Regions from separate parts of the Mus musculus genome. Here regions 2, 3, 4, 5, 6 and 7 are each linked to region 1. The links are chromatin contacts, called in public HiCAR-type and promoter capture Hi-C maps. All regions are on one chromosome and are shown on one strand. Each heading gives the region's core, a stretch centred on a gene start, on an enhancer-like site or on the middle of the called end of the contact. The rest is flanking DNA. Distances are from core to core; before and after follow the strand shown.

What was found. Promoter capture Hi-C pulls out the DNA fragments that hold promoters and counts their contacts. HiCAR-type assays count read pairs that join an accessible place to other places.
Region 2: a contact with region 1 is called in a promoter capture Hi-C map of pre-B cells, with 8 times the contacts expected there. The contact joins the promoter of Mcm2 here to the promoter of Dusp11 in region 1. A contact is called at or near these places in 1 of 39 promoter capture datasets (pre-B cells) and 1 of 484 Hi-C or Micro-C datasets (CD8 T cells).
Region 3: a contact with region 1 is called in a promoter capture Hi-C map of pre-B cells, with 6 times the contacts expected there. The contact joins the promoter of Dok1 here to the promoter of Dusp11 in region 1.
Region 4: a contact with region 1 is called in a promoter capture Hi-C map of liver, with 5 times the contacts expected there. The contact joins the promoter of Abtb1 here to the promoter of Dusp11 in region 1. A contact is called at or near these places in 1 of 39 promoter capture datasets (liver), 1 of 484 Hi-C or Micro-C datasets (CD4 T cells) and 1 of 9 other capture datasets (liver).
Region 5: a promoter capture Hi-C map of pre-B cells shows a contact between it and region 1, with 6 times the contacts expected there. The contact joins the promoter of Wbp1 here to the promoter of Dusp11 in region 1. A contact is called at or near these places in 3 of 39 promoter capture datasets (hippocampal neurons, neutrophils and pre-B cells) and 1 of 9 other capture datasets (adipose tissue).
Region 6: a contact with region 1 is called in a HiCAR-type map of astrocytes, with 7 times the contacts expected there. The contact joins the promoter of Mthfd2 here to the promoter of Dusp11 in region 1. A contact is called at or near these places in 1 of 39 promoter capture datasets (pre-B cells) and 1 of 115 datasets of contacts at active chromatin or transcription factors (astrocytes).
Region 7: a contact with region 1 is called in a promoter capture Hi-C map of liver, with 5 times the contacts expected there. The contact joins the promoter of Sec61a1 here to the promoter of Dusp11 in region 1. A contact is called at or near these places in 2 of 39 promoter capture datasets (liver and pre-B cells) and 1 of 9 other capture datasets (adipose tissue).

Annotation. Positions count from the first base shown.
Region 1 is chr6:85,959,777-85,963,745 of GRCm38.p6, forward strand. It overlaps Dusp11 (dual specificity phosphatase 11 (RNA/RNP complex 1-interacting)), which reads right to left and starts at 1,891. Exons shown (of 9, transcript NM_028099.4): 1 at 1,662-1,891. The coding sequence starts at 1,759.
Region 2 is chr6:88,896,430-88,900,398 of GRCm38.p6, forward strand. It overlaps Mcm2 (minichromosome maintenance complex component 2), which reads right to left and starts at 2,351. Exons shown (of 16, transcript NM_008564.2): 1 at 2,216-2,351; 2 at 858-1,087. The coding sequence starts at 2,221.
Region 3 is chr6:83,031,508-83,035,476 of GRCm38.p6, forward strand. It overlaps Dok1 (docking protein 1), which reads right to left and starts at 1,964. Exons shown (of 5, transcript NM_010070.4): 1 at 1,864-1,964; 2 at 1,260-1,559; 3 at 1,028-1,121; 4 at 724-908; 5 at 1-553. The coding sequence starts at 1,923. It overlaps Loxl3 (lysyl oxidase-like 3), which reads left to right and starts at 2,698. Exons shown (of 14, transcript NM_013586.5): 1 at 2,698-2,782; 2 at 3,948-3,969.
Region 4 is chr6:88,840,223-88,844,191 of GRCm38.p6, forward strand. It overlaps Abtb1 (ankyrin repeat and BTB (POZ) domain containing 1), which reads right to left and starts at 1,713. Exons shown (of 12, transcript NM_030251.3): 1 at 1,547-1,713; 2 at 616-678; 3 at 488-543. The coding sequence starts at 1,602. It overlaps Podxl2 (podocalyxin-like 2), which reads right to left. Exons shown (of 8, transcript NM_001347327.2): 7 at 3,285-3,464; 8 at 2,335-2,754. The coding sequence ends at 2,545. It overlaps Gm15612 (predicted gene 15612), which reads left to right and starts at 2,632. Exons shown (of 3, transcript NR_045880.1): 1 at 2,632-2,874; 2 at 3,259-3,841.
Region 5 is chr6:83,119,626-83,123,594 of GRCm38.p6, forward strand. Wbp1 (WW domain binding protein 1) reads right to left here and starts at 1,836. Exons shown (of 5, transcript NM_016757.2): 1 at 1,578-1,836; 2 at 1,147-1,251; 3 at 560-662; 4 at 243-419; 5 at 1-95. The coding sequence starts at 1,646. Ino80b (INO80 complex subunit B) reads right to left here. Exons shown (of 5, transcript NM_023547.2): 5 at 2,140-2,739. The coding sequence ends at 2,203.
Region 6 is chr6:83,315,698-83,319,666 of GRCm38.p6, forward strand. Mthfd2 (methylenetetrahydrofolate dehydrogenase (NAD+ dependent), methenyltetrahydrofolate cyclohydrolase) reads right to left here and starts at 1,907. Exons shown (of 8, transcript NM_008638.2): 1 at 1,732-1,907. The coding sequence starts at 1,832.
Region 7 is chr6:88,516,886-88,520,854 of GRCm38.p6, forward strand. It overlaps Sec61a1 (Sec61 alpha 1 subunit (S. cerevisiae)), which reads right to left and starts at 1,915. Exons shown (of 12, transcript NM_016906.4): 1 at 1,801-1,915; 2 at 1,486-1,553. The coding sequence starts at 1,807.

The sequences.
Region 1 (3,969 bases), core at 641-3,140:
TATATATATATACACACACACATATTTGAGACATGAAAACTGTGGTGAATTATTTAGGGGGAGGAAAGAAACTAGCAAAATGTGGGCAGGAGAAAGGGGAAGGTGTATGTGTGTGGGTGAACATGGGCAAAGTAGAATGCCATACATATAGAAAATATCATCATGAAACTCATACTTTTTATGGTAACTAAAACTATTAACCAGCAAGGAGTAATGAATGCCTACACACTGGCTGACAGACCTCAAATTCAATACTTTCACTGCATATTGTTTTTAGTTTCCACACCAGTGAATCAACTCAATATGTAGAAATCTCCCAGTTCTTACAACCCGAAATTCAGTTCAATCAGAAGTCAGTGTGGAGAGTCACAGCTGAGTTGGTCTATGGCCATGAATTACAAATAAGTCCGGTTCATTCACATCCCTGGAGTAGAGAGTGAGCACAGAGTGGTGACAGACTGGAGACATAGTGGGCCCCAGAGCAATGGAACCTAGTGTGACAGACCATGACAAGAAGTTGGCTTCTTATTCTTTTTTTTTGTTTTTATTTTTCAAGACAGGGTTTCTCTGTGTAGCCCTGGCTGTCCTGGAACTGCCCCGAAGGTTTTTATTCTTAAAGTCAAGCTTTATCTTACATCTATGAGCTGTCTCACAATTACTACTTGATATTTATCTTGCTTTATCTCCACAAATAAGCAATAGCTAAAATTATTTTTAATTTTTAGTTAACAATTTTATATCCAATAGATAATTTAATAATGAAATAAGCTACATTAAAATATCAATAAACAATTTATTTATAACTTACTTATACTTTACTTAGTAATTAATAGTTAAATAGTTAACTATAGAAGGTATGTTAAAAATGGATTGTCCAGTGGACAGACAGCTGTCTTCTGCAAGCTGTCAGGCAAGTTCTACACTGGGATGATGTTGGAGGTTAGCTGACAGGATCTAAAGATATCCACTCTGGGAAGGGAGAGAGGCCATCACGTCCATCCTGAATTTTAGATAGTGCTCATTTGTAGACATAAAAAAGAAGTGCTTACTGAAGTCCGGGAAGTCGGGGCAGAGCATTCTGTCGATCCTGAGTTTTAGGTATTGTTTATTTGTGGAGATTAAAAAAAAAAAAAAAGGATTTGATGAATTCTAGGAAGGGGAGAGGCCGGTCTAGCCACGTTTTTTGTGGAGATGAAATCGGAGAGGGGAAGCAAACAGCCGCAAGTAAAGGGTTCATTGCACCAGTGAGCAAAATCCTAAAACTAGCCCTTGGCCCAGGCAGGGTTAACTCCCTCAAAGGACACCTCCGCTTTCCGAATCCTGAAAGCAAGAGAACCCCTCGAGCCGGTACCGAGTGAAGGGTGTCGACAGCTCGGGCCGGATCCTGGCACAGCGCCTACACAAGCAGAAGCCTGTGGCTTCGGAGATCAAGGGACGCCTCAATACAGGCAGCCGCGCCCCACCGCGCACTTCCGCCCAGGCCCGAGCTCCACAGAGTCCTGTCGGGACAGACCCAAGACCCCAGAATGCGGGGTGGGGAGGTGTGGTGGGGTTCGGCGCGGAGGACCCTGGGAGGCGGCGGGGCGCGAGGCCAGGGAACACTCGGAGACTCGAGGCCACCGAGGCAGCCGGAACGCCAAGCCCGGAACCAAAGCGCTTACCTTTCGGGGATGTGGTTTCTGCCCTTCTTCTTGGGTGGGGCACAGGCAGCAAAGTCCCGGCCCCGTCCACGACCATGTCGGCCATAATGCTGGTTCATGTGGGCGCAGAGATGCCGCCCACCCAACGCCAGGCGTGCCAGAGCGGCCAAAGTGGCGACTTCAGGGAGGCCAGAAGAGGCCGCGGGATCCAGAGGCGCCCGCAAAGGAACGCGACGCGTCGACGTCTCGCTAGGGCGCATGCGCCTTGCCCCGCCGTGCTGACGACACACGTCGCACTGAAAGTAGGGTTTGTCAGCCTGCCTTCGGTTTCGACTGTGCTGCACTTAGCTGGAGGCCGGTTTTGTAGCTATGTGAATAATTGCTAGCGCTGTAAGACCCCCGATGCTGGGCCTCTGCTCAAGTCCTGGGATGAACTGGCCAACACCCCAACATCTCGAGAGAAAAGATGCACCTGATGCAAACTGCAAGAGGTTTTATTATCAGCTAGCTGAGGAGAAGTCCCTCTGTCGTGCAGGGCAGAGGAGTTCAACCCCGAGCGGTGACATTAGGGGACTTTTAACAGCTAGCTGAGGAGGTAGGAGGAGTTGGGAGGAGAGTTGGGAGGAGTTGGGAGGAGAAGTGGGAGGAGTTGGGAAGAGCTCTTCTGGGCGTCCTTGGTGAAATTTACAAGGCAGGAGTGGGGAGTGAGTTCTTTCTGAATTTTTATCTCCGTGTCCTCGGCACAGGAAGGCAGGCATCTCTGGTTGTACAGTATAGAAACAAAAAGGCTTTTTGCTGGCTATAGAGAACAAAGAGCTTCTTTCTAGCTGTATTTTTAAAGATCAGGGAAAACAAGCTTGGGGAACATCCAGGGGCTTTACCTTCCAGGGAGAAACGCTCTAAGTTGGGGTCTCATAGCGCCACCCGAACTGCTCCAAATGAGGAACAGACAATCCAGCCCCAACCCTCTGATCCCTGCATTCTTCGTGAACGTTGTCAATTGTTTACATTTTGTATATACATGATATTTGCTTTCACACGGGTGTATCTTTTTTTTCCGCCAAAAAGAAATAAATCAAAAGTTTTATACAACATATTTCTCCTTATTTGATATATTTAACATATTTCTCCATCCATATATGTGTGTATAGTGTCACAGGCAGGGAAACATACATATTCTTCCTAATTTTGAATGACACAGGACACTTATTATAACCAACATAATTAAAAATACCAACTTTTTTTTTTCTTTTTCGAGACAGGGTTTCTCCGTGTAGCCCTGAATGTCCTGGAACTCACTCTGTAGACCAGGCTGGCCTCGGACTCAGAAATCTGCCTGCCTCTGCCTCCCAAGTGCTGGGATTAAAGGCATGCACCACCATGGCCCGGTCCAACTTTTTTTTTTAAGATTTATTTATTTATTATATGTAAGTACACTGTAGCTGTCTTCAGACACACCAGAAGAGGGTATCCGATCTTATTACAGATGGTTGTGAGCCACCATGTAGAAATGAAATTGCTGGGATTTGAACTCACAACCTTCAGAAGAGCAGTCGATGCTCTTAACTGCTGAGCCTTCTCTCCAACCCCCCCCCCAACTTTTTTTTTTTTTTTAAACCATTCCAATATTGAAATTCCTCTACCTGTTTGGAGTTTTTTTGTTTTAAGGTAAGTTCTCATTATGTAATGCTCTGTGATCTGGAACTTGCTTTGTAGAGTAACCTACCCTTGAAATCACAGAGATCGGCCTGCTCCTTTTTCAGCTCTAGAATTAAGGGTATGGGCCACCTTAACCTGATTGGAGTTTTTGTTTGGTTTGGTTTGTGTTTCTGATCTACTATTACAGAAAACACTGTGGTGTGAACATTCCTATAGGTGTATACTGCATCTGAATACCTAGACAAGAAATTACTGGGATGAAATACACTTTTAAAAAAGCAATTCATTCTATTTGTCAAAAATGCTGTCAGCTCACCTTTCCATCCACAGCCAGTTTTACTGATATCGCTTTGCCAGGTGTCACAATAGCTGTGGACATCATGGCTTTATATTTTAGCAAGCACCAAAAATAACCCTGAAATAAAAGAGGAGCCCAAGTCTGAAGTTCCTACACAATCTCAGGACCCGTGCTTGCCGGGGACATCTGAATCGTACAAGTGGAAGACCAAAGTACAGGGAGGTCATCTGCAGAGAAGTGGACTAAGTCCCAGATTATAGAAATTTATGACAGCAAATTTTAAAATAAGCTTAAACTTTTAGTTTGAAATTTCTAAATGTAGCTTATATTTATTTTTCATAATATTTACAATAATTGTAAGGTGAGTATTCT
Region 2 (3,969 bases), core at 1,101-3,600, 2.9 Mb after region 1:
TGGGATCAACAGGCAGAAGAGAATGGCTTGCAGAAAGCTTGCACACACCGTCTTTGCACTGAAGGCTTATAATATAAAACTTCGTTTCTTTCCATACAAACCCTGAGTCAGATAGTCCTCAGACATCTCTAAAGTGTCTCTCACTTTAAAGAAGAGGAGGTGGCCCTGGAGCCCCCCTACCCCCCCCCGCGGCCCCCCCAGCAACTCTGCAGGAAAGCCCTTGCTGCTGAGCCCAGGATGATCAACTCCATCAGTCCATGGACACTCACTGCAGACCCAGTCTCTTCACACCTAGCCTGGCAGTGTGTAAAGAAAAGAACCAGATGGTGCAGACAGCCCAGTGATGGCTCATACCCCTCAGATATCCCCTACGGAAAGGTACAAAAGCAAGGTGCCAAAAGCCTCCTAAGTGGCCACATAACTGGTGTCGGTAAGGGAGATCTCCCTACCTCCTGGCAAAGCTCAGTTTCCTGACGGCCTCAGTCACCTTCTGTATGTCTGCTTACAACTCTGAACACTTGTGACCCAGAGCCTGATGCAGGCTGGGTGCAAGTTTGCTGACTGAACCATCTTTCCGAGTTGGTGCCACCCTTCAGGGCTCTTCAGATCAGACTCTATGGGTCCCCTTCTCCTAAGCGGGGGCTTGCCTGGGCTTTAGGGTCTAGTCTGAGGTGTATACAGTGAGCTAAATGCATCTTCCCAGTGGGTGATGAACCTCCACATCCCAACCAAGCCATATACAAAGGCAAAGTCACCAGGTTGGCTCATACACTCATGGGTCCCCAAGGCCAGGCCACCAGACACGGGGGGGGGGGGGGGGGGGGGTCCTTCTGCTAAGCCACCTAACCACAGCCTACCTCTCCATGCCATCACCAATGAGTTCCTCTCCATCCTCTTCTTCCTCCATGGGCCCCTCTGTGCCCAGCAGCCCCTCAGACTCATCTTCAAATGGGGGGAGGTCTCTGCCAGGGCTGGAGGTCAGGGCGTCAGCACGTCTGGAGCTGCGGCCTGGGCTGGAGGTGAGGGGATCACTGATCCGGCGCCGCTGACGGGCAGGGCTAGATGCTGAGAGAGACTCAGAAGACTCCTGTAGGAGAAAAAGTCTGCCATCAGACACTGGAGGGACACAGGCTGACAGCCTCCTGGTTACCATGGGGCCTTCCCACAGTCTGTCTCCTGTACACTAGGCATTGTTCTCAGGGACATATTAGTCCCTCAGATCTGTCCATGTCTGTCTTATGAAAAACCTCGGGGGCTATGTAGTTTTTTTTAAAAACCTGTTTATAATCTATTTTCACACCCCACTTAGCCCAAACCCCACAATATGCTGGGTGCTGAAACAAGAGGTGAAGATAAAAGAGGCATCAAGGAACACTATTCTAGAAGTGAATGGTGGAAAGAACAGATCTTTAACCTTTAATGAAAACGCTAACAGTAAGAGTAGGGAAGCCGAGCCAGGCAGTGGTGGTGCACGCCTTTAATCCCAGCACTTGGGAGGCAGAGGCAGGTAGATTTCCGAGTTCGAGGCCAGCCTGGTCTACAAAGTGAGTTCCAGGATAGCCAGGGCTATACAGAGAAACCCTGTCTCGAAAAAACCAAAAAAAAAAAAAAAACCAAAAAACCAAAAAACCAAAAAACCAAAAAAAAAAAAAAAAAAAAAAACAAAACAGAGTAGGAAAGCCGGGCCTGATGTCACAGGCATGAAATCCAAAATACCTAGAGGCTGAAGCCTGATGATCGCCAAGTTCAAGGCTAACCCGCACTACAGAGCGAGTTCAACCCCAGCCTGGGTTACTTAGTGGGACCCTTTCTACTTTCTTTCTTTTTGAGGAAGGGTTTCTCTGTGCAGTTTGGCTGCCCTGGAACTCACTCTGTAAAACTCAAAGACCCGCTTGCCTGTAACCCCCTAGTGCTGGGATTAAAGGCATACGCCTCCCCGGCCCAGCTATGAGACTCTCAAGAGAGAAGGGATGCACGCAGCTACGTGGTAGCCGGCTTTCCCTACATGCGCGGGGCTCTGGGTTCCATTTCCTGCAGCCTCACCACCATAAGTGCGTGTAAACCCGGGGCCTAGAGACACATGAGGAGAGCAGAGACGACCCGTCCCAGACTGGTGCAGGTAGCCCCGCACTCAAGCCTGCCACTAGAGGAAGATACCGGCCAAGCTAGCCGAGATCGCTGAATACCGCCCGCCCGGGATCAGCCCATTCCTCACCGCCATGTCTGCGCTAGCTCCACCGCACCAGCTGCCACCGGTTTTCGCGCGAAAACTAGACCACGTGACCCGCCCATGCCCGGGAAGCGCCGGGAGGACTCAGACGTCACTACGTCCTCGTCAATCTAGAGCGGAAGGAGGGCTAGAATGTTTGGGCACGCCCACACCAGAAAGCCCCGCCCCGCTCCCCGCCCACAGCTTTCAAAAGGCTGAGCCCTCGCCTCCTGCACACCTAGGCTTAACCCTTCAGCGTTTACCACGCTAAGGCAAGGAAGCGGGACTTTGGGTCACTAGTGGCTCTGAGGACCAATCCGGCCTTCTAGAGTGTGACCTAGGTATCTAAGTGTCGGTATGGCCACTTGTTGCAACTGAGACTGTTTCCTGATTTCTTTTTTTTTTTTTTTTTTGGTTTTTCGAGGCTGGGGTTTCTCTGTGTAGCCCTAGCTGTCCTGGAACTCACTCTGTAGACCAGGCTGGCCTCGAACTCAGAAATCTGCCTGCCTCAGCCTCCCAAGTGCTGGGATTAAGGGCGTGGGCCACCACTGCCCAGCTTGTTTTCTGATTTCTTCCTGATTTGGCATCAACCTCTCCCAAAGCACTGAGGTTCAATCCTTCAAGCACCCAGGCTGCTGTGGGCTTTTATCAAAGTGGGAATCAATTGTACTTGGCTGCAGTTGGCAAAGGTATGGGGAGGATGTTCCAGGTGAAAAGGGCCTGGTGCGTGATGCAGTACAGCGAAGGCTGGGAGTATATAGGGATTACCACTCCCTTGGTTCAAAGCTTGTAATGCCCAGGAAAGGTGGGAGAGTTCAGACTGCAGATTAGCAGTCTGTCTAGGAGTTGGAGCTCTGTCCTGACATGAGGTCACCTGAGGGATCTGTTAAATCGAGGTGTAGGATGAATCAGTAGCTACCACCTGACGAGGTGGGCAGAGACAGGCTGAGTGCTTCCAGTGAGAGGCCTGCTACTGTTCCTACAGTCTTAGGCATCTGGTTCTCAGCTACTGGGCAGGATGTGACTTCTGCTGTATGCACAGCATCAATAATCCCACACAGAACCTAGTGTAGGGCAGAGAGGAAATCAGGAAGGACGCTCAGAAAGGGGGATCTGCAGGCTTTATAGTACAAGAGATACCCCAAGGTGCTAAAGGGTATCTTAGGGAGATGGGCTAGTATGACCTCTGAGACAGGAATCCACACCCTCTTGTCTGCTGGATGCCACTGTGGTACCCAGAGCTGCTATCGATGCAGGAAGGTACTGCATCTATATGCCAGAGACTCAAAAATAAATAAATAAAAAATAGAAAGCATATTATGCCACCATAATAGGATATGTTCTTTGAAAAGCTGACTGTGTCCACCATAAGCCCCTAGGCCCCTACAAGTTCCAATGATATGACAAGCACCCAATTCTTAAAAAAAAAAAAAACAAAAAACAACTTATCTTCCTCCTTTATAGAATCTCTCATTACTGGTCTGCCATTCCATGCTTACCCATCCTTACTAGCAGGGTGTCATGGACAAGATAAACCAGAGCCACATTCTGTGAAGAGTCCAAGTAGCCTGGGCCTTGCTAGACCTGGTGACAACGGAGAGGGGTAGAGTCACCACAGGCCTGGAAGGACCCTGCAGGTGGGTAATCCCTTTACTGTAATGGGATAGAAAGAGGTGTGGTTTGTAATTTTGAAAGATCAGAACAGCGAGTGAGATTGACATAGGGAGGGTCCCAGTGTCCCAAACATGCTTTAGGTTCCC
Region 3 (3,969 bases), core at 714-3,213, 2.9 Mb before region 1:
CATAGCCCTCTTCCTTCAGCCGAGCCTGGCACCACCATGCATCCCGAGGCTCCTGAGGCAGATCATAAAGGCCCCGGGGAGGGGCGGGGGCCAGGCCTTCAGGTTCATCATAGATGGGGTCCTCTTTGGAGTCTGTCAGCTTGGTTTTCAGTAACTGCTGCTGCACATGCCCATACAAATCCCAATAGAGAGGTTTCTTGGAATGCACCCCTTCCCCTGCCCCAGCAGGGGTGCTGCCCAGGGGGTCTGAATATACAGAGTCCTGAGAAGGGCCTGGAGGAATTCGCAAGGAGTCTAAAGGCTCCGCATATAGGGCTGGAGGGCTGCCCAGGGGGTCCTGGGGAACAGGAGGGGGAACTGTCTTCCCCTCTGTCTCCCCATCATGGGAGTCAGTTCTGAGGATATCCTGTGCCTGGCCCACCTTTCCTTGGGCTTTCTGCTGCTGGATGGCAGCCTCAACTGCCTGAAAGATGTCATTTCCCTGAGAAGTCTGGAAGGTGAAGGTCCCAGGGCCTGAGGGGCAGCGGCGACCAGCTTCAAAGGAGAACATTACCTGAGGGGGTGGGGGAAACACGTTAGGCGTGTCATAAAAAATGAGTCACAGGCCTGACCAAGTTACTGTATCTGCACAGAAGAGACCACCTGAGAATGGAATTGTCACCTACAGCTACTCAACCTGGTAGCCCTCCCTGACGGGTCATCCTCCCAGACAGCCCCATGCACCTTGTCCCGGCCATAGCGACGCAACAGAGTGTAGGGCCAGAAAAGGAGCGGCTCCAGGATTTGACTCTGCGCACCCAAAGTCAGGAGAGTCAGCTTCTCAGCTTCCACCCTCAGTATGTAGGAGCCTTGCAAGCCGCAGCGTTCAGAAGCCTCGGTCTTCTGCGAGGTTACCCAGAACTGGGATCCTGGAAGAACACATACGAAGGAGAAGGAGCGCTGGGGCAAGTTAGGGACTCGGTTGACTCCAATCACTAGCTCCCCAAGGGCACCTCTTCAACCCACTCCATTCCTGCCAGACATCTACCTTCCCAGGTGGGGCTGTACAGCGAATTCTCCAGCATCTCCAAGGCAGAAAACTTAGGTTGGTTCTCCGTCTGCGCCAAAGCCCAGCCGCCTTTCTGCAGAAAAGGGAACATGGAAGAATTATATATAATTCTCTTGGGTCTAGGGTAGGTGCAAGAAGTCCAGTGCCTCTATAATAGCTCCATCCTCGCAGTGTCCCTTAAGCCCAGAGATGCCCACCCCCAGTCACTCACCGGAAAGGCGGTTCTGCATAAAGTCTGCACCCAGGCGGTGCTGGATACGGCGTCCGCCGCCAGCAGGTGCGAGCGCTGTGCGGTGTCCAGGCGGAAGGCAACAGCGCCGGGCTCAGGGGGACTCTCCACAGTCACCGGCACCACGCTCACACATTCAGCCAGGCGTATCATCTTGCAGTCTAGACGGCGAGAGCCGCCTCGACCCCCTCTAGAGCTCGACCCCTTGTGATCAAAGAATTCCAGCCGCGCCACGCCGTGAGGACTGGCTGGGTAAAGCACAGCCCAAGTTTTCCTCCACCTCTGGGAAAGAACGAAAGACTCGAGAGTGCGCGGTGGTAGCACGCGCCCCACAAGGAAGAAGAGACCCATGAAGGCCGATCTGAGTCTGGGGCTTCCCAGGCTGAGCTACTTTCCCAAAGATAATGGCATCCCAAGACCGCACCAAGGAGGGCACAGCCCGAGACTTTTAAGGGAACGTCTTGGGGATCTACAATTGCCCGCGCGCCGTTCCGACCTTCTTCCGGCCCCTTCCCTCTTTCTGGATTCTTTCACCCACTTCTAGTCCAGAGGGGTTTCGCCATCCCCCACGCCACAAACAAACTACCTTGGTCCCGAAGCGCTGACTCTGCAGAAAAAGCGGACCCTCCATCACAGCCCCGTCCATGGCCCAGGCGATTCCTTCCGCGCTTCCTGGCCCGGAGGGCTGGGGGCGGGGCGGGGCGGGGCGAGGCTGCAGGGTGCCGGAGGCGTGCCCGCCCCTCCCCGGCCCCTGCGGCGGTGATGGGGGAGCGGAGGGCTTGGAGGAAAACGAGCCATCAGGAAGAACTCAGGGAGAGCTCACTAAAGCCTTTATCTTTAGTGGTGCACACAGTGGCACCACTCAGGGAAGCGGTGATCACCAACCAGGGGCCCTAGTGCCTGGGGGGTGGAAGCTGAGAGTGACGACATATGTTTAACGTGACATCAGAGTGAAGGCCGTGACATCACCTGCAGGCACCTCGGGGGCGCCATAATGACCAAGGGAGCCATCGGGACAATAGTTTTCTTTGTGGGACCTTTTCTCATGGCCCAGCCCGGGAATTGGACTGGACTGTTGTTGATACTCTGTCTAGTTGGGGATGTGGAGGAACGGCTACGGGCTGGAAAGCTTCCCGTTGCCACAGGGGCCGTCCTGCTGTCCCGAAACCGTTTGCAAGTCAAGCACCCTGAATACGGCTGCCGGGCCTCCAACCTGCGGGAAAAGAAAGCTTCATTGAGCCGGGAGGAGTGGGAGGGGGTGGCGTGGCTGCAGCCAGCTCCACAGGGGAGGGGAAGATCTAGAGGAGGGAACTGGCCTGGCCGGAATGGAGGGAGAAAGCGGAATGTGGGAGGGCTCTAGGGGACGTGGGAGGGACCAACGAAGAGGGGAGAGGAAGGGGGGGTCCAGTCTCCCCTGGCCGAACACTTTTTTTCTGAGAAGTCCTGAAAGTAATCTCCAGGACCAGGACTCTGCTTCCAGCCTCTGGAGTTGTGCCTAGTCGAAGGTAGGGGAGTTACTGCTGGCCAGCGGGAAGAGGAGTTGGGGATGGAGAGGATGGTGGACCAGGAGAAACGCTGATTTGGGATGGAGTCGGGAAAGCCAACCAACTGACAGTTTTATTATTGGTCAAGGAGCGAAACAGAAGAGTGGAAAGCTGAGCAAACTGTTGGGGATGGAGGCTTCAGGGTGCAATTTGCAGGCCCTACGCTGAACACCAGGGCTTCGGAGCCAAATGCCCCCAGAACAAAGCTGTCTTGTCTGAGTTGGGGGAAGCAATGGAGGGCCCCCCTTACTGTGGAGGACTGTTTTCAGCCTCGGATAGAGAAGGCCTGAGCTGGGGAGCTAGCCCTAGCTTCTGGTTGCCCAGTGACAGAAAAAGAGGTGTTCCAGGGAGCTTGGATAACTCCATACCAAACCCTGCCCAGCTTGAAGCCTAGGTCTCCTGGAGTCCCTGACCCTGCAGCATATTTGCCAGCCCATGTGCTAGGGAGGGTGGCAGAAGGTTCTCCTACTCCGGTTAGCCTCGGCCCTTCCTGCATGGGCATCTGCCCCCATAGGAAACTGAAGAGTCTTCTCATTCATAGTGCTGAGATTTCCAGGGCTGGGCTCCCAGGCTCCCCTTGCCTGTGATGCCATCTGTCTGTCTAACTGCATGGGTCTTGCTGTCATTTCTCCTGTGCCTGCACCTTGGCTTTTATTCCCTCTCCTCATGGTTTTTGCCTCTCTGTGTCATTCCCCATTACTCTGTGCTTTGGTTTTTTTGGTTTGATTAAAACCATCTATCCATATTCAATGTGTCTCTCACCCCGTGCCTTTCTGTTTTTTCCCCTTCGTTCCCACAGTCTCCCTTCCTGTCACATCCTGTCTGGGTCGTCCTCTCTGTGTCTCTTCCCAATATCTCTGTTTACCCAACCCATCCGTAGACTCTCCATCTCTAACCCATACCCACCCCATGGATGAAAGTAAATAGAGATGATGGTGTTGGTGGTAATGATGGCCAAACCAGGGAAGGTTATGGTGGGACACTAACCACAAGTTATAAGTTTTATTATTTGCAAAGGGAAAGGAGAGTCTCCCTCGCCCCCAATCTAGGTCTCTAGGGCTGTGCCTGTTTTCTTTGTGTTCCTACCCTCATTCAGTGTGTGTGTCTCTCCTTCTCTGTCCCTTAGTGCCCCCCTCCTTGGGCCCCAC
Region 4 (3,969 bases), core at 463-2,962, 2.9 Mb after region 1:
AGGAAGTACTGCAACTGAGAAGACCCTGAGGTAGGAGATGGGTAGGTCTAGTGGGGCAGCCAGCAGGTGGGAGACCCAAGGAAGGCAAAGTGAGAGGAGGTCAGAGTGGGTCTCACAATGTAGCCCTGACTAGCTTTGAACTTAAGATAATCCCTGTCTCGACTTTTCTCTCTCCCAATAATTTAATTGCAGGTGTGGGCAACCATGCCCACGTGCTTTTATCCCAAACACTCCCATCAGCTTTGCTGTGGAAAGATCCTCCTGCCTGCAAATATGGAGATCAGAGAGTCAGTTTAGCAGACCAATGGTGGTACAGTACAGGAGACAGCCCCAGAACTGGCCTGGGTGTCAAGGGTAACGTGAGAAAGTGGATAGAGGGTTAGAGAGTACTATGTGTTGACTTTAGGGAGTTAACAAGAAATCAAGGGTGCATACAAACATGGAGCAAGGTCTCAGAGCTTACAGGCAGACCCTGACCCTCTCTCACCATTAGCCAACAGGTAGCGCACCAACTCCTCATGCCCACAGAGGCAGGCATAGTACCTAGGAAAGGGGGAAGCTGTCAGTAGGGTAGGCCCACCCTGCCCACCCAGCTACCCCACCGCTCACACTCACAAAGGGGTGCTGTCCCACTTATCCCGCACGTTCACCTCCACGTCTCGCTGCTCCAGCAGGTACCTGGGCAGGAAGTTCAAAGCCTGGGTCAGAATTGCTTCTCATCTGGGAGAGAGACAACCAGGAAGGGGAAGGAGGCCACATCTCTCTGGGCTAGGGAATGCCTCTGAGAAGGGTAAGGCCTGGGACTACACAGGTCTGCAAGGGTCTGCAACTGTGAGTTGGGTGATGGCTTCATGGACAGAGGCCAAGCCCCAGGTTCAGAAGGCTGAGAATTTGGTCTTTTAATATCTGGGAGAGAGAAGGTGATGGGGCCCCTAATTCAGCCTGGGGAGCCAATGGCAGGGAAGTCAGAAGAAAGCTGATGCAGGCACTGGGGGCGGGGAAGGAGGGGAACAGAACAGATCTATGGAAGAAGTGGAAAAAACAATTGATAAAATGTTGAGGAGAAGAGGTCATGAACCAGAAAGCGATCACTGGGACATGGCAGCCCAAGGAGGCTATCTGAGGCAAGACCTGAACTCTCAGAGCTGCATTCAAATTGAGGGACGGATCATTAACTCTGAGGTGGCATCTGGTGTCGGAGAGAGCTGCAGCTTGGTCACATCTGTTGAGGACCAGGGGACTTGGAAGGAAGGGCCATGGGAGAAAGGAGTCTATCAAAGAAAAGGGTCAGGATCCTTCTCTTCCCTGCCTGCCCACGGAGATCACGGTCTCGGCGCCAGGCTGGTAACTGGCTGCACCAGCGGCGCCTGCGCCTCTTGGAACCTCCACGGAGAGGAGTCGTTTCCCTGCACCGAGCTAAGTAAGGGACCTAGAGCCCGATCTCCCTGACTCGGTCAGCTTCGGGAGCCCCACGGCGCCCAACCCCACACCCGTGCCCGATAAGCCCTGCGGACGCCTGCCCGCCTCCTGCACTTCAGGTTCTCACCGCACACGGCCCACGTCCCCTTTCCTGCAGCTGGCAAACAAGTCGCTGGTATCCATGGCGAAAGAGACTGGACCCCCGGCCGAGTGATCTCGGGAGTCGTCTGTGCCCGGCCGGATGTAAACACTCACCGCCCCGCCCCTCGCGGCACGGCCTAGCTATGCCCGCCTGCGACTCCGCAGCGGCGCCTGCCGCCCGGAGGACCGTCCGGCCCGAACCCCGCCCTCGCATCCAGAAGGCCGCTCCCCAAGGCCGCACCCAGTAACCTTAACCACGCCCACTTAGCCTCTGGGGACTTCTAGCCTTCACCCCGCCCACCCGTCTAGAGGACAACTCAATTCCCCCAGGTTCCGCCCACTCGCCCGAAGAATAGCTCACTACCAAGACCCCGCCTCCTCAGAAGAGCTTCACCGGAAGAGCAGTTCGCTGCAGGCCCCGCCCACATTTCTTGGGATCCGTTCTGAAAACAGCACCTCCCACAGGCTTGGAACGCTTGTCAGTCCTGAGTCTAGCTCGGTTCAGGTCCCGCACATCAGGCCGAGGCCTCGCCCACCAGGACTTTTCCCAGCCTACTTCAGGCTCAGCCCACCCGGCCTGGTTCCACCCAGATGACCTTATACTCCCTACCCTCCGCCCACATATCCCTAACCACGCCCACAAACTCCATGAAATTCCCAGCCCACCCGTCCTTGGCCACGCCCAGCCAGCCTCCCTTGCCCCACCTACTCCTCCAGGCCCATCCCACCCACTCCCCGGAGTGCAGCCCTCGGAAGGCAAAAAACAGGCGTGGAGGCGGAGCGGCCCGCGCGTCTTAGCGGCTTTAATGGAGTCCTGGCGCGGGGAGCGCGCTGGCCTCGGGCAAGCGCTCGGGGCCGGGCAGGGCGGGGTGGGAGCTGCGCCGCGGTCGCCTGCTGCGGTGGGGAAGCATAGTGGTCCGCGTGGAGGACCGGGAGGGGCGCGGGGCCGTGGCGTCGGGCAGTCTCGCGCCCGTGGCCCGGCGCTCACAGGTGAGTGTCCTCCTCGAACACGTCCGAGTCCTCAGGGTCGCGTTTGCTGCCCATGAGCGCGCTCCAGCTGCTCGGGCCGTTGATGGCCCCACCGTTCAGGCTGGGCTGCTTCTCCTGCATCTCCGACTGGCTGTCGCTGGCCACGTCCAGCGTGGGATTGTCGTGGCAGCCGTTCTCCACGAAGCGCAGCTCCTCACCGTGCGACTGCAGCAGCAGGAGAGAGCGCTAGGCGCGCACAGTGGTTGGCCACGCCAAGCCCCCAGGGTACTACTCCCTTGGGGCCCAGGATACAAGTGCCTGCAACTCAAACCTAAACCTCTGCAGGTAAACCCTGTGACCCCCTTGGTGTCACTTGATCCCTTCCAACAGCGCATTATACATGAGACAGCCCACTCAAAGCATACGAGATAGGGCAGAATGTGCAGGGCCTGCCCCCTTTCTCTTGTGCAGGTTGCAGGAGCCTTTGGCTTCTAGGACTGAGGGGAGCAGCTGCTCTCAAGCCTTGCAGAATGGGGCACTGGGGTTAGGAAGAGCTGGAGGAGAGGAGGGATCCCTTGGTGAGACTTAACTCCCCCTCACTGTGTATCTCCTCGAAGACCAGGCTCAGAGAGGGTAGATGGTGGCACTGAGCACAACTGAGTTGGTACAGGTTTCTAGGTGAGGCTCTTGGGTAGCACTGGGTGATACTAGCCACACTCTGCCCTACAGTCCTAAGCCCTCCCTGGCCTACTCACCACGTGTTTGAGCTTGGGCATCCGGCGCTGCCAACAATTGTAGAGTAGGCCAAGCACAATGATGATGAAGCAGATGACACCAATGATCACCAGCACTACAAAGAGCGTCCCGTAGTCACTGCGCACCTGGGTGGCTCGTGCCTGGCAGCTGCTGGTGGTGGAGTAGTTCTGGATGCCAATCTAAGAGTGGGGGTATCAGGAAAGCCCTAAGAGCTAACATTCCAAGGGTGAGTTAGAGCCCCTGACAGCCCTGGGGCCTGGACCTGCATAGAGGGGCATACCATTCTGTCCCTACTGGTTCATCCAAGAACACTTCCAAGCCTCTCCCAGGGTCCACATTCTTGGCTCCTTCACTTCCTCACTGTGTTTCTACACCAACACAACTTTGAATGCACCAATTCTGGCCCTGCACATCACTGAGACGTGATGACAGTCACGGCCCAAATAGATGGGGCCCCACCCCTGTCCCCATCAGTTTCACAAAGCAACATGGCATCTGGGAGACTTGAGTTCACCAAAGGCAGAGGCCTGAAGCAAGCTTCATCTTTAGGCATAAGGTAATGTCACCCTAGCCATCCATGCTAGGCCCCGCATCCCTGGAACCTCTGTGGGGATGCCAACTGCAGCCCACAGCTGGGGTCTCTAGCTTCTTCCCTTTCCCAGTGGTAAGATCACAGGCGGCATG
Region 5 (3,969 bases), core at 586-3,085, 2.8 Mb before region 1:
AGGGTAGCCTGGGCCCACAGTGTAAGGAGGTGGCGGTGTGCCTGGGTGGTGAACCACATCCTCGTAGGCTGGGGGTTTGAAGGCGCTGAGGAGGCCTGCAGGAGAGAGAACAGCATGGATGACTGAAGGACCTGAGCTACAAGAGTGCTCTGAAATGTCTGCCAGTGGAAGTGTGGGGTGGTTGAGGGTCCTGGCTTGGAAGGGGCTACTGGTTCTGCATCCAAGAGCTTCAGGTCACTCACGAAGGTCAAGCAGTGAACCGGTTGGAACAGGGCCAGCCCCGTGGCATGCCCCATGGTAAGCCAACAAGTTGATTTCACGCTGCCGCTGTTGCTGTTGCAGCCTGAGTTTAGCCCTTCGGTGGCGGAAGGCACAACAGCAGCTAAAGAGGATGAGGACAGTCCAAAGCAGCCAGAACCCTGCAGGAGGCAAAGAGGGCACAACTCAGACCACCACCCCAGACTCCAGCCCTAAGCAGAGAAGGGTCTTTGGTAGCTGAGTTCAGAAATCCAAGGGAGGATGGGCATGGAACCTGAGATGGATCCCTTTGAAGACTCACACCAGAGTTCATAGTAGTAGGTGCAGCAGCCAGTCTCCCCACAGCAATGACCAGTCTCACAGAGGTAGGGCTGGGTATTCACTCCTGGGCACAGCTCTCGAAGCTGGAGGCAAGGAGGCACTAAGAACCAGGGGCTTCTACCCAAGGCCCTGTCCACCCCCACCTCCTGCACGCACATACAGTCCCACCCACGAGCCGACCTAGCTTGGAAGGATGGCATGGGATGCTAAAAGGAGGGTCTATATGTAGGGCTATCAGTATGGAAGATTTAAAATGCCAGAAACTAGTGAGAAAGTAAAGTGTAAATACAGAGAAAGTGATATCAGTTCTTTAAACCCAATACTTTTCTCACAGAAGCCTGGCCCCAAGGGTGGTTTTTTGTAGGCTAATGTTTTAAAAGAAACAAAACATAGTGTGACAATGGGTAGGAATTTAAGGCCATTTCCAAAGCTAAAAAGCTTTCAACATCTCCCACCCCAAAGGTCTGCCTCCCACACCCCCAAGATGGTTTTTTTTTTCCACCCCTGGGTCTCAAGCTCCCTGGGGTAGAGGAGGCACAGTGTGAGACCCAGAGCAGTGCTCCCAACCAGATGGGATTGCTGTGGATGATAAAGGATGGTATCCAGGGCGCGAGTCTGGGTTCCAGCTCGTCTCCAAATTGCTCCCTCAAGAGAAGATGCTGCCGGACTCTGCTGTGACAATAGGCACAGAGAAAAACATCACAAATAACTGCTGCAAGACAGAGGGAACCTCCCTGGGGGTTTCACTACGCCTCTGGTAACTGGAGAGCCACTGCAGGCTTGCATTGCAACCATGAGATGGGGTCTAAGAGGGTGCAGGTAAAGTCAACTGCATCTACGTAATAAGTCTAGACAAAGAGTAGAATGGTCATGTTCAGGAACTTCAGAGTACCTTTGGCTCCATGAGCTCCTCCCCCACCCCGGACAGGAAGTGACAGGAAAGGGGAAAGAGAAATAAATGGCTGTAGTGAGATAAGCTTTTAGAGCTGCTGGGATACCTGCTGTTGCGGCGCCTGAAGTGACCCCCAGGCCTCTTCGCTGCTGTTCCTGCTGCTGGCCCGAGCCATGCCTCCACCTACAGACCCCTGAAGACCACAGCCTCCTCCACCGCCAGCTGCCCCGCCCCTGCCACCTCTGCCGCCACTTCCATGGTCCCTGCCCGGCCCATCGCCACCGGTGCCACCATCACTCCGCGGCCGGAGCTCCCGGCCGGGGAGAGCACCTCCAGAGGACACAGTTGCTCAGTCCAGCCAATCAGAATCGCTAACTAACAGATCAGCCAATAGGAACCGGTCACAGGTTTCTCCTTTTGCCCAATCCGCAGCGGCGCCTGTGCCGCTCTCCCAGACAACAAGAACTCACACAGACAAAGACAGGGGAAAGGCTCGACCAAATGCCTGACTGACAGCAACAATAGCCAGTACGGACAACAGAACAAGCTTTGACTTATCGGCCAATGAACGGCCGTTCAGCACAAAAATTTTCGCCGATTGGCTGAATGACTTTACACACTCAGGTTCAGACTCCGCCGGCTTCCCACTCCAGCAATTCGATACAAGCTGAGGCACTGTACGAAATTTAATAGGGTGGGGGAGACAGCAGGAATGTGGCGTGGGAGAGGTCTTAGGTGGCCAGGAGTGGGGACCCCGGGCCCTCGGGCCCTCCCAGCCGTAGCTGCAGGTTGATGCGGTAGCACTGTAGGCTGCAAAGGGCCTGGCCGGTGCGGGAGCAGGCATAACGACGCGGGTGGGGGCAGCCGGGGACAGAGCATCGTGGAGCGGGGCCCGATGGGGCAGGCCGCTGTGCCACCGCCGTGGGTGTGGGAACGCCGGGAGGAAAAGACAAGGTGGAGCCCTGTGCCCCGCTGCAGTAGCGCACCATGGGTGCAGGGGCCGGGGCAGCAGCCCGTCCTCCGCGCCGCTCGCCCCGCGCCGCCCCGCGCCCTCCACGCCCGCTAGGAGCGGCCGTCTTGGTGAGGCGCTCAATTGTCTGATTTTTGTGCTCCTCGGCCCTCCTCGCCGCCTGCAGCCGCCGCTTCCGTGCACGCTCCTCACGCTTCAGCAGCATCTCTTCGGTGAGGGCAGGGGCAGGGCAGCCCCCACCCACTGGCAGAGGCAGAGTCGGGGACGGCTGGCTCCGCGCCTTCTGGAGGAGGGCTCGCTGGGGAAAGAGACAGAGGATGTCTGAGAACCAAATGGCGAGGTTTTTGGGGTCACCCACCCCTATTTTCGTTTGTTTTTGTTTCGAGGCGGTCTCACTATATAACTTTGGCTGCCCTGTAAGTCACTATGTAGACCAGGCCAGCCTGGAGCTCACACTCTTGCCTCTGTTCCCTAGGTGCTGGGATCAAATGCTTGTGCCACTGTCCCCATCTTTAGGGACCCTTAATACCACACTTCTCTTCCCAGGGTTCCTGCCTCTCACTCAGGTCCAAAGGAGGAAACAAAAGTATGGTACCCTGCCTGCCCCTTGTGTAGGTTTTTGTTGTTGCTGTTATTTTAAATAGTATCTCAGGAAAAAACATCAACTTGGATTTGGCTCAAACCAAAAAGAATTACCCTGGATTCCTTTTTTCTCCCACTAAGTAGCTACTTCCGTCATACATCCAGGCTTCAGTGCAGGTTTCTCTATTCCTTTTACTACTTTCTTCTGGACTCGGGCCATCACCAGCTCTCCCAGTTTCCACACCCCATACCCCTCTCCCAGTTTATTGATTGATTGTGTCAGGCTATCTATATGTATTTTTAGATGCCTCGGAATTTGTAACCATCCTCCTGTCTCTCAAGCTCTGGGGCACAGGTCTGCGCCACGACAGCCTACACTTCAGCAGCTTCCTAAGGAAATTCCTTACCCCTACTAAGCTTCACAGCACATAATTGCCAAAGTAATTAAGCCAGCTATGTCACTTGTCAGTATATATCCCCCTGGGTGACCTGGCCACACTCTCCTTCTGGGTCTCTGTGCCCCTGGGCTCTATGTCAGCTGGCCTCTCTGTCTGAGAAGCTCCCCTGGTACTGGAAATGTCATCTCTTCAAAGGCATTCTAGACTGGAAAGACTACTCAGCGGCGAGGAGCACCGGCCCTTGGGGAGGACTCTCATTCAGTTCCCTGCACCTACATGGCAGCTCTCAACTGTCTGTAAATCTAGTTCCAGGAGTTCTGATGACCAATGGCCTCCATGGGCAACGGGCACACACTCATCCACATAAAGTAAATACGATTTATCTTTAAAAAACAAAAGAAAACAATGAGCTAGTCCCCACAACTACCCTAATGTTTCTGTCTTGGCAATTTCTACTTCAGCATTCCTATTTTCTGTAGGATTTTTTTTTTTTTTTAAGGTTTATTTATATGATCACACTGTAGCCCTCTTCAGACACACCAGAAGAG
Region 6 (3,969 bases), core at 657-3,156, 2.6 Mb before region 1:
TGACATGCTTCCACAGATGTGCGCTGGGATTTTCCACTAAAATGACAGACTAGAAAGAAGTCCAATAAAGGTCAAAACTAAAACCCAAGTCAGACATATTTATTTTCCTCTTAAACCAACAGTTATTGATTTTACAGTCAATAAGTATCAGGAAAGCTTTTCAGCTCCCGACCAAGTTATTTTGGGAAAAGTTCTGCTACTTAATTGATGGACCGGCAACGAGAAAGACAGAGAGAGGAATGAAACCAATATCGACTGAACAATAGATATTTTGCCATCCCCTTTCCATAAATTAATCTTGGTTCTTCGGCTTACCATAAAAACCCTGCTGAATGCAGCAAAGATGGATGATAGTAAGAAACAAGCTGTAAGTGTAAACAGCTGCCACCAAGTCCATTTACTCTCCCGCCCACCGTCTCCCAGGCAACAGTACTCTTCCCTCCAGCCCCGGAGTTTATGTTCCTGAAACCCTGGGTCGGCAAGGCAGGCACTGCAATTATCAAATGTGCAGGACGGCGAACACAGATCGACTTCAGAGATACGAAGCCCACACTTCTCAGAAAAGCATGCAAGAGTAAACCCGGAGAAGGAGCAAAGTGGTCCAGTTTTTTTGGGTAATGAATTACAGGATCTTTTCAGTTAGCAAAGTCTCTGACACGTGTGGTCCACAGACATATGGAGCCAGAACTCAGGAAGAGGAAAGGAAGAACAGGGAAATAAAAGGTGGAATTCAATGTGGGAGGTCAGGATCTGATCTTGGAAAACCCTTTCAAGTCCTGCAAAACCTCAGGATCCAGTGCACCAACATGCAAGGCTCCAGAAATATTTTTATTGCCTTCCACCTAGTATTCACAACCCCTCTAGGACTCTTCTTCCTAGGCACAGAAATTGGAGTTTGAGGCCAAGAAAGACCCAATAAATCAATTATCCCCCGAAAGAAGTGCATAAAACTTTTCTGCCTTCCTCATTAGTTTGGTTTTTTTCTTTTCCCAGTCAACTTACTTTGGGGGCTGAGAGGCCTTCATATATTTCAACTTTTAAAATTATGAAAAAATATGTATACGATTTTTACCATTGTGACTTTTTTAAAATTAGGCTGGTCTCTAACTCACTCTATAGACCAAGTTGGCTTTGAACCGCAGTAATCCTCCTGCCTCACAAGCAATCTCACCGCGCCCGGCTCTGGCAATTTTAAAGCGTACGGTTTATGTGGTATTAAACACTCACAGAATGGTGTGACCACCACAGTGGTCCACGTGCAGATCGGAAGCTCCAACACCCTAGCTCCCTCTAAAACAATGCACCCTACTCCCAGCAGCCCCCAGCAACTTCTGGGGCATGTATCATTTTAGGTTGCCAAGGCTAGAACTGGTGGGCTCCAGAGTGGACTGCGAAGGGCCACCATCAAGCTGGGGCATCTTGCGAACCACACCCACCCGGGAGGAGGGAAGTTGGTACCCTTGGAGCAAGCCGGCTCACAGATTTCATCAGACTGCAGCAACCCGGGCTGCCGCTAGGGTCCGGGAAGGGCAGACCTCTCCGCACCCATCTCTGCAGTGGCAGAACAGTGTCCCCTGCCAAGCGTCCGCATCTCCACGTGCACCCCGGTGCCACGTTGCCCCGCCACACCTCTCCGTTGGGGGCTGGCCCCGAGGCCGGGTGATGCTTGGGAAGGATATCTGTCCACGCCGCGCTCCGCAACCCCACGGACTCGCTCCCCGACACACTCACCGCACTGCCGCCAGGTGGAAGGGCTGTAGGCGGGGGTGGCAGCCGTGCGTGGGGCGCAACAACCGCACAGCCAACGCAGACAACAAGGAAACTGAAGCCATGGCTCGCGCCGGTGCCCGCGCCGGAGAGAAGCGCGCGCGCGGGCCACGAAGCTATACCCCGGGCCCACGAAAGCCCCGCCTCCCGCGCGCCCATTGGCCCCTGAGCCGGCGTAGGAGCCAATAGGAGATCTCAGTTCTACGTAAGCTGGTCCAGGAGCAGGTCCTGATTGGCTGAAGGAGTCAAGCCCCTGACTGAGGAGAGGCAGCAGTGGTCCCTCAGCTAGGCCAACTGAATCTGGGGTTCATTCATTCATTCATCAAACAAAAATCTGAACCAGCTACTGTGTGCTGAGAACCCCTGAAAGGCACTAAAAAAAAATTTTTTTTTAAAAGGAGAAATCATCATTTGGCAAAATCATACTAAAAATTGATCTGGAATCACCCAAGGATGTCAAAACAGCAGGGTGAAACCTGAAAAAGGAGCAAGATATTTACTTGTAGTTTTGCCATATAGAGGCCAGTAAGATGACTCAACAGTTAAGATTACTTACCGCTCTTACAAATTGCCCAAGTTCGATTCTGATCCTTCTAGTGACTCAAAACCTCTTGTAACTCCCGCTCCTCCTACAACACCAGCTCTGGAGGATCAGACACTTCTGGCCTCTAAGGGCACCCCCAGGCACACGTCATACACACACACACACACACACACACACACACACACACACACACACACACGCATGCACACAGACACTTTCTGGCCTCCAAAGCCCCCCCCCCCCCACCATGGACACATGCAATGTACATATAAATTAAAACGAAGCTTTTATAAAAAGTTAACCAGGAGCTTTTACATGTACCTTTGTGTGTGTGTGTGTGTGTGTGTGTGTGTGTGTGTGTGTATACATATATATATATATTCATGTGTATACGTATACTGAAAAGAACAGCAGGTTCTCTTAATTGCTGAGTCTTCTCTCTAGCCCTCTACTCTTAAAAAAAATCAAGTTAACATTACCATTCATGGGACAAACATTTTGTGGCCTTGCTATGAGGCATTTACCAAAATATTTCACTTGATAATTCTAAACAAATCTGAAATTTTAATGTAGTGACTTTCTTAAACCAGGAGGACTCCACTAGTGGTTAGTCTTCCATGGATTTAGAGTCACCTCCTGGGAGACAGCACTTCTGGGTGTGTCTGTGAGAGGTGCAACTAAAGAGGAAATGTCCACCCATCCCATGGACTGGGGACTGAGGATCAGTAAAATGGAGGAAAGGAGGAAGCCTGCCTGTGCTCCCCCCTCTCTGTTTCCCAGTGCAGAGATGTGAGCCAGCAGCCTCAGTCTCCTGCTGCCACAGCTGGGAGCTGCTCTTTGTCCCCCACAATGGGTTGTGTATCCCCAAACCGCCCATAGTACAACTGTGTCTTCCCTTAGGTTCCCTTGTCAGGTAAGGGTCAGGTAATTTGGTTTTGTGTACATTTATGCATATATATATATATATATTATGTATATATATTCATTCATGTGTATATGTATGTGCACACGTATGGAGGTAAAAGGTCAACATGGGGTTGACCTTCCTCAATCACTCACCACCTAATTTTTTGCGTGTGTATGTGTATGAGTGTGGTACATCCACAGGAGCACATGGAGGCCACAATAGGCCATCAGGTACCCTACTCTGCTTATTCTCTTGACACAGGGTATGTCACTGAATCTGAAGCTAGGCAGATCAACCTCCAGTGACCCTCCTGTCTCTGCCTCCAGCGCTTAAGGACTATAGGCACAGGTACAACCATATTTTTTATGTGGGTGTTGGGGATTTGAACTCAGATCCTCATGCTTGTGCGGCTGGAACTTCATTACTCACTGAGTCATCTCTCCAGTCCCTAGGTTTCTCTTCTTTCCTTCCTTCATTTCTTCTTTCCTTGCAGTACTGAGGATAAAACCCAGAGCTCCTCACAGGTCATTCTAGACAAGCGCTCTACCACTGAGTTCTCAATCTCTCTGTCTCTGTCAATCTTTGTCTCTGTCTCTGTCTCTGTCTGTCTGTCTGTCTGTCTGTCTGTCTCTCTCTCTCTATATATATATATATATATATACATAAATATATACACACATATACATATATATACACACACATATACATATATACACACATATACATACACACACACACATATATACATACA
Region 7 (3,969 bases), core at 665-3,164, 2.6 Mb after region 1:
AGGGGGAAGCAACACCATTCCACAGGAATCAGAGGCAAGCAGTGGAGTGAATGTGTACACGGACTATCTACTGTGCTGATGATGGACACCAGACACAGGGCCTCATGCCTGCCGCTAGCCACTTTCCCAGCCCAGGTAATGAAACTGTTAGAAAACAAAAAGGATACACATTTTTCAAGACTACTTTAAATGAGCAAGCCTCGTCTCCTGGTCAATTTAAAAGCAAAACATCCAAAGCTTTTCATCTAAGTCCTAAATCATCTGCCTCTGAAGCAGCTGCAAACTCACACTCATTCAGTACCATGATTTGCCCCCTTTCCTGCACGGCTCCCAAGTCACACTCCAGGCCCCTCCCCTACTGCCAAGGCCACTTATCTGCCCACCTGACTCACCGGAACCTTTACATTTACAACCTACCTACCATCCACAGGCACTATATTATATATTTCCCATCTCCCTTGTTCTGCCAGGCCAAGGTCACAGGTCTATGAAGAAAGAATGTAAAGCGTGGGACTTGGGTTTCTTGGCCCTCGAGCCAGAATCTCTGCACTGAGGTGGAACAGATAAAGTTCTGAACATCATCCTGGCAAAGGCAGCAAGGGTACTGCAAGGCATTTGCATAGAACTATGGAAAGTAAAAACTAAATTAGAAGCACAAAGTATCCATGTGAATGCCAACTACAAATGCCAGATGTGAATATATGACAGTCTGAAAAAAAAAAAAAAACCCAAAATACCAAAAAAAACAAAACAAAACAAAAAAAACCCCAAAACCAAAACCAAAAAAAACACCAAAAACCAAACCAGGAACACAAAGTAGATTTACTGTTTTCTGAGCCCATGGGCCTGGACTTTCCTTCACCGGGCACTCTCACACTAGGAACATTTATTCTTGGGCCGAAGCTGCCTGCCACAGAAATTCTGATTAAGATTCACATTAAGCATTAAGGTGCTACAGTTCTCTCCTTCCTTGTTTTAGAGCACCTGCTGTCAATGGCAGCAGACTTCACTAGTGCATGTAAACTCGATGCTGGGGCAGCATACATTCAAATAAAAACCACAAACACGTTCATATCGATTACACGACTCGATTTTTCCTTTGGAAACCAGATACCGAAGTCACCTCCCACACGAAACAAACACCCCATCATCTGCTCCTGCTGGAGGTGAAGAACGGAGGGTAACTCAATCTGGGATCCTAACTGAGGTCTTAATCAATCACTGCTCAGACCCACTTTCGGACTAGGCAAACCTGAGGCTTTGTTAACCACTATCCACTAAAGATGCTCCTAACGAGACAAGGTGTTGGGAGAATTCCCACACAACCGGGTCACCTTTCAACGGCTCCCGTGAGTATCCCAGCACACACAGCTACACTCCAGAGGGGCAGTTTTCACTCGGTGTGCTGAGGCCATTTTTAATTGTACTGTAAACTCCCAGCGCCCAATTTTGCAAGTCTTCTTTGACCACCATCTGGGGACTTACCTTTCTCTCTGGCTTCTGAATTTCCGGCAAGATGACACAGAATGGCTTGATGACTTCCAGAAATTTGACTTTGATGGAAGAAACAGAAAGAGAAGGAGTTAGGTACGGAGTAACTTGAGGGCACCTGAGGGAGCCCGGCACGATGAGAGCCGGGCGTGGGCGTGCGGGGACCCAGAAGGCTCGGTCTAGGGGCGCGGGAACGAGTCCCCCAGGCAGGCCGCGTTCCGCCAGGATCGGGAAGCACGGCGGGCGAGCGCCCAAACGGGGAAAGGCGACGCATCCTGGCTGCGCCGGGGTGGCCCCCAGGAAACTCACTCGCCATGGCGGCGGCTGATCCGACTACACGCCCGGCCCCGACTGCGCTCCACTTCGAGTGAGGAGGCGCTGCTAGCTCCGGAGCGCGCTTCCTCGACCGAGAGACACGTCAGTGATAGCCCGGCGGCGAGCGGCGCGGCGAGGCGGGGCCGGGGATGGGCCACCGGCCGCTTCCGCTTCCTGCCACGCGCGCCCGCCGCGCCGCCTGCGCCAAGACCACAACTCCCGGCATGCAGCAGGAGCAGAGAGGCTGTCGGGAAGACGACTGTCGGGCCACACCGGAACTGGGCGTGTGCAGCTGCGCAGACTCTCCCGGAAGTGAGGGCCAAATCAGCCCTTGTTACTAGTGGACGCTTCGTGGTGGTGTTGGCCCTACGAAGCAGGCGATTCGGCTTTCCGTGTCGGTGGCCCTCAGTACCAGTGATAGCATGTCGCGACCCAGTAGGCCTCAGCTGCTGCTCGTCACGCACGACAGAGCAGCAGTGTGCTGAATCCTACCCTGCATGGCTTACCCTACCCTACAATACCCTCCTGGGTGCTGTAGGCTGCCTCCAAGGATGTCTGAGCTCATGCATTTGAGGACGTTCGGCAAAGGCCGGGTCTGGCGGCTCTGGGTGGGCTTTGGCGCAGCGCATTCCAAGAAGGCCTTTGGAACTGGAGAGTTAGGAGAGATGAAGAAACCGAGCCAAGCCTTGCAGCCCCATATCTTCAGGGAAAAGAATACATCTGGGCTGGAGGAAAGGGTGTGCGAAGGGGACTGGGCAAGGTGGGGCAACATGAAACTTACTCTTTAGTGGGATCTCTGATCTCAGTGCTGTGTGCTGTCTGAAATCGACTTCTTGCTGTGCACCCTGAGTGCTGAGTTTCATGCAGCCAAGTCCTGACTTCAACGGAGAGGTTTGCTGTGGCCACGTCCTTAGAAACATTCTAGACAGCCAGCCCCATGTCATTGATAGGACATTTATATTTAATTTGGCATTAAGTTGCATGTGCGTACACAAATATAGATGGGTTTAGGGGAAAGCACTAAGTCAATATACTTAGCACAATGTGAGGTTTTTGTTTTCGATTCTTTAAGCTAGGTCTCTAGGTAGCCCTCGATACCACTATGTAGACTAGGCTGGCTTCAGATTCACAGAGATCCCACCTGACTGCTCTGAGTGCTGGGACTAGCCGTGCATGTGCCACCACAGCAGGCCACAATGTGAGGTTTTTGAAACAGAGGTGCAGTGTTTTTGCATGTACACATTTTAAAGATTTAATTATTAAATATTAGAGACAGATGCCTAAAGAGACAATAAAATCTAAATGAAGTTTTGATTAAGTATTTCTTTGAGATTTATTTTTATTGTTTCTGTGCTCACGTAAGTATGATAACAGGTGCCCTTTGAAGGTAGAAGAGGGAGCCACCTGTCATGGGTATTGAGAACTGAACTCAGGTCCTCTGGAAGAAAAGCAAGCGATCTTAACCGCTGAGCCATCTCTCTGAACCCCTGACAATGGTATTTTAAAATGCAATAAACATGAATTGTCTTAGTCTTCAGGACAATGAAGAAGTTAAAATAGTAATGGATTCCAGACCTCCACTTGGTTTGATACTCACAAAATCTGTATTTTACAAAACGAAGTTCTGGAATAAAAATTGGAGCATCTTATGTTGGCATAGGCTATAAAAAGTTGAGTACAAAAGTTTTGTTGAAAAGTGAAAGTAGGTGGCCAGAGAGGTGGCTCAGCAGTTAGGACGACCCAGGTTCAAGTCCCAGCACACACACTCAGCACAGCTCACAGCCGTCTGTAATTTCTTCTTTTCTTTTTTAAAGGTTTATTTACTTAATATATATAATGAGTATGGGCATCAGATCTCATTATGGATGGTTGTGAGCCACCATGTGGTTGTTGGACCTTTGGAAGAGCAGTCAGCGCTCTTACCTGCTGAGCCATCTCTCCAGGCCCCACACCTCCATCCCCCCAATCCCCATCGGTAACTTCAGTTCCAGGTGATCTGACACCTCACACAGTTATACACAGAGGCAGAACACCAATGCACATAAGATTTAAAAAGAAGAAAAGTGAGAGTAGAGCTGAGACTAACTCGCGTGTCGGCAAACTCCTTGTCTGATGTGTGAGGTCCCAGGCTCAGTGCTCCCAAACATAACACCTACCACAAAG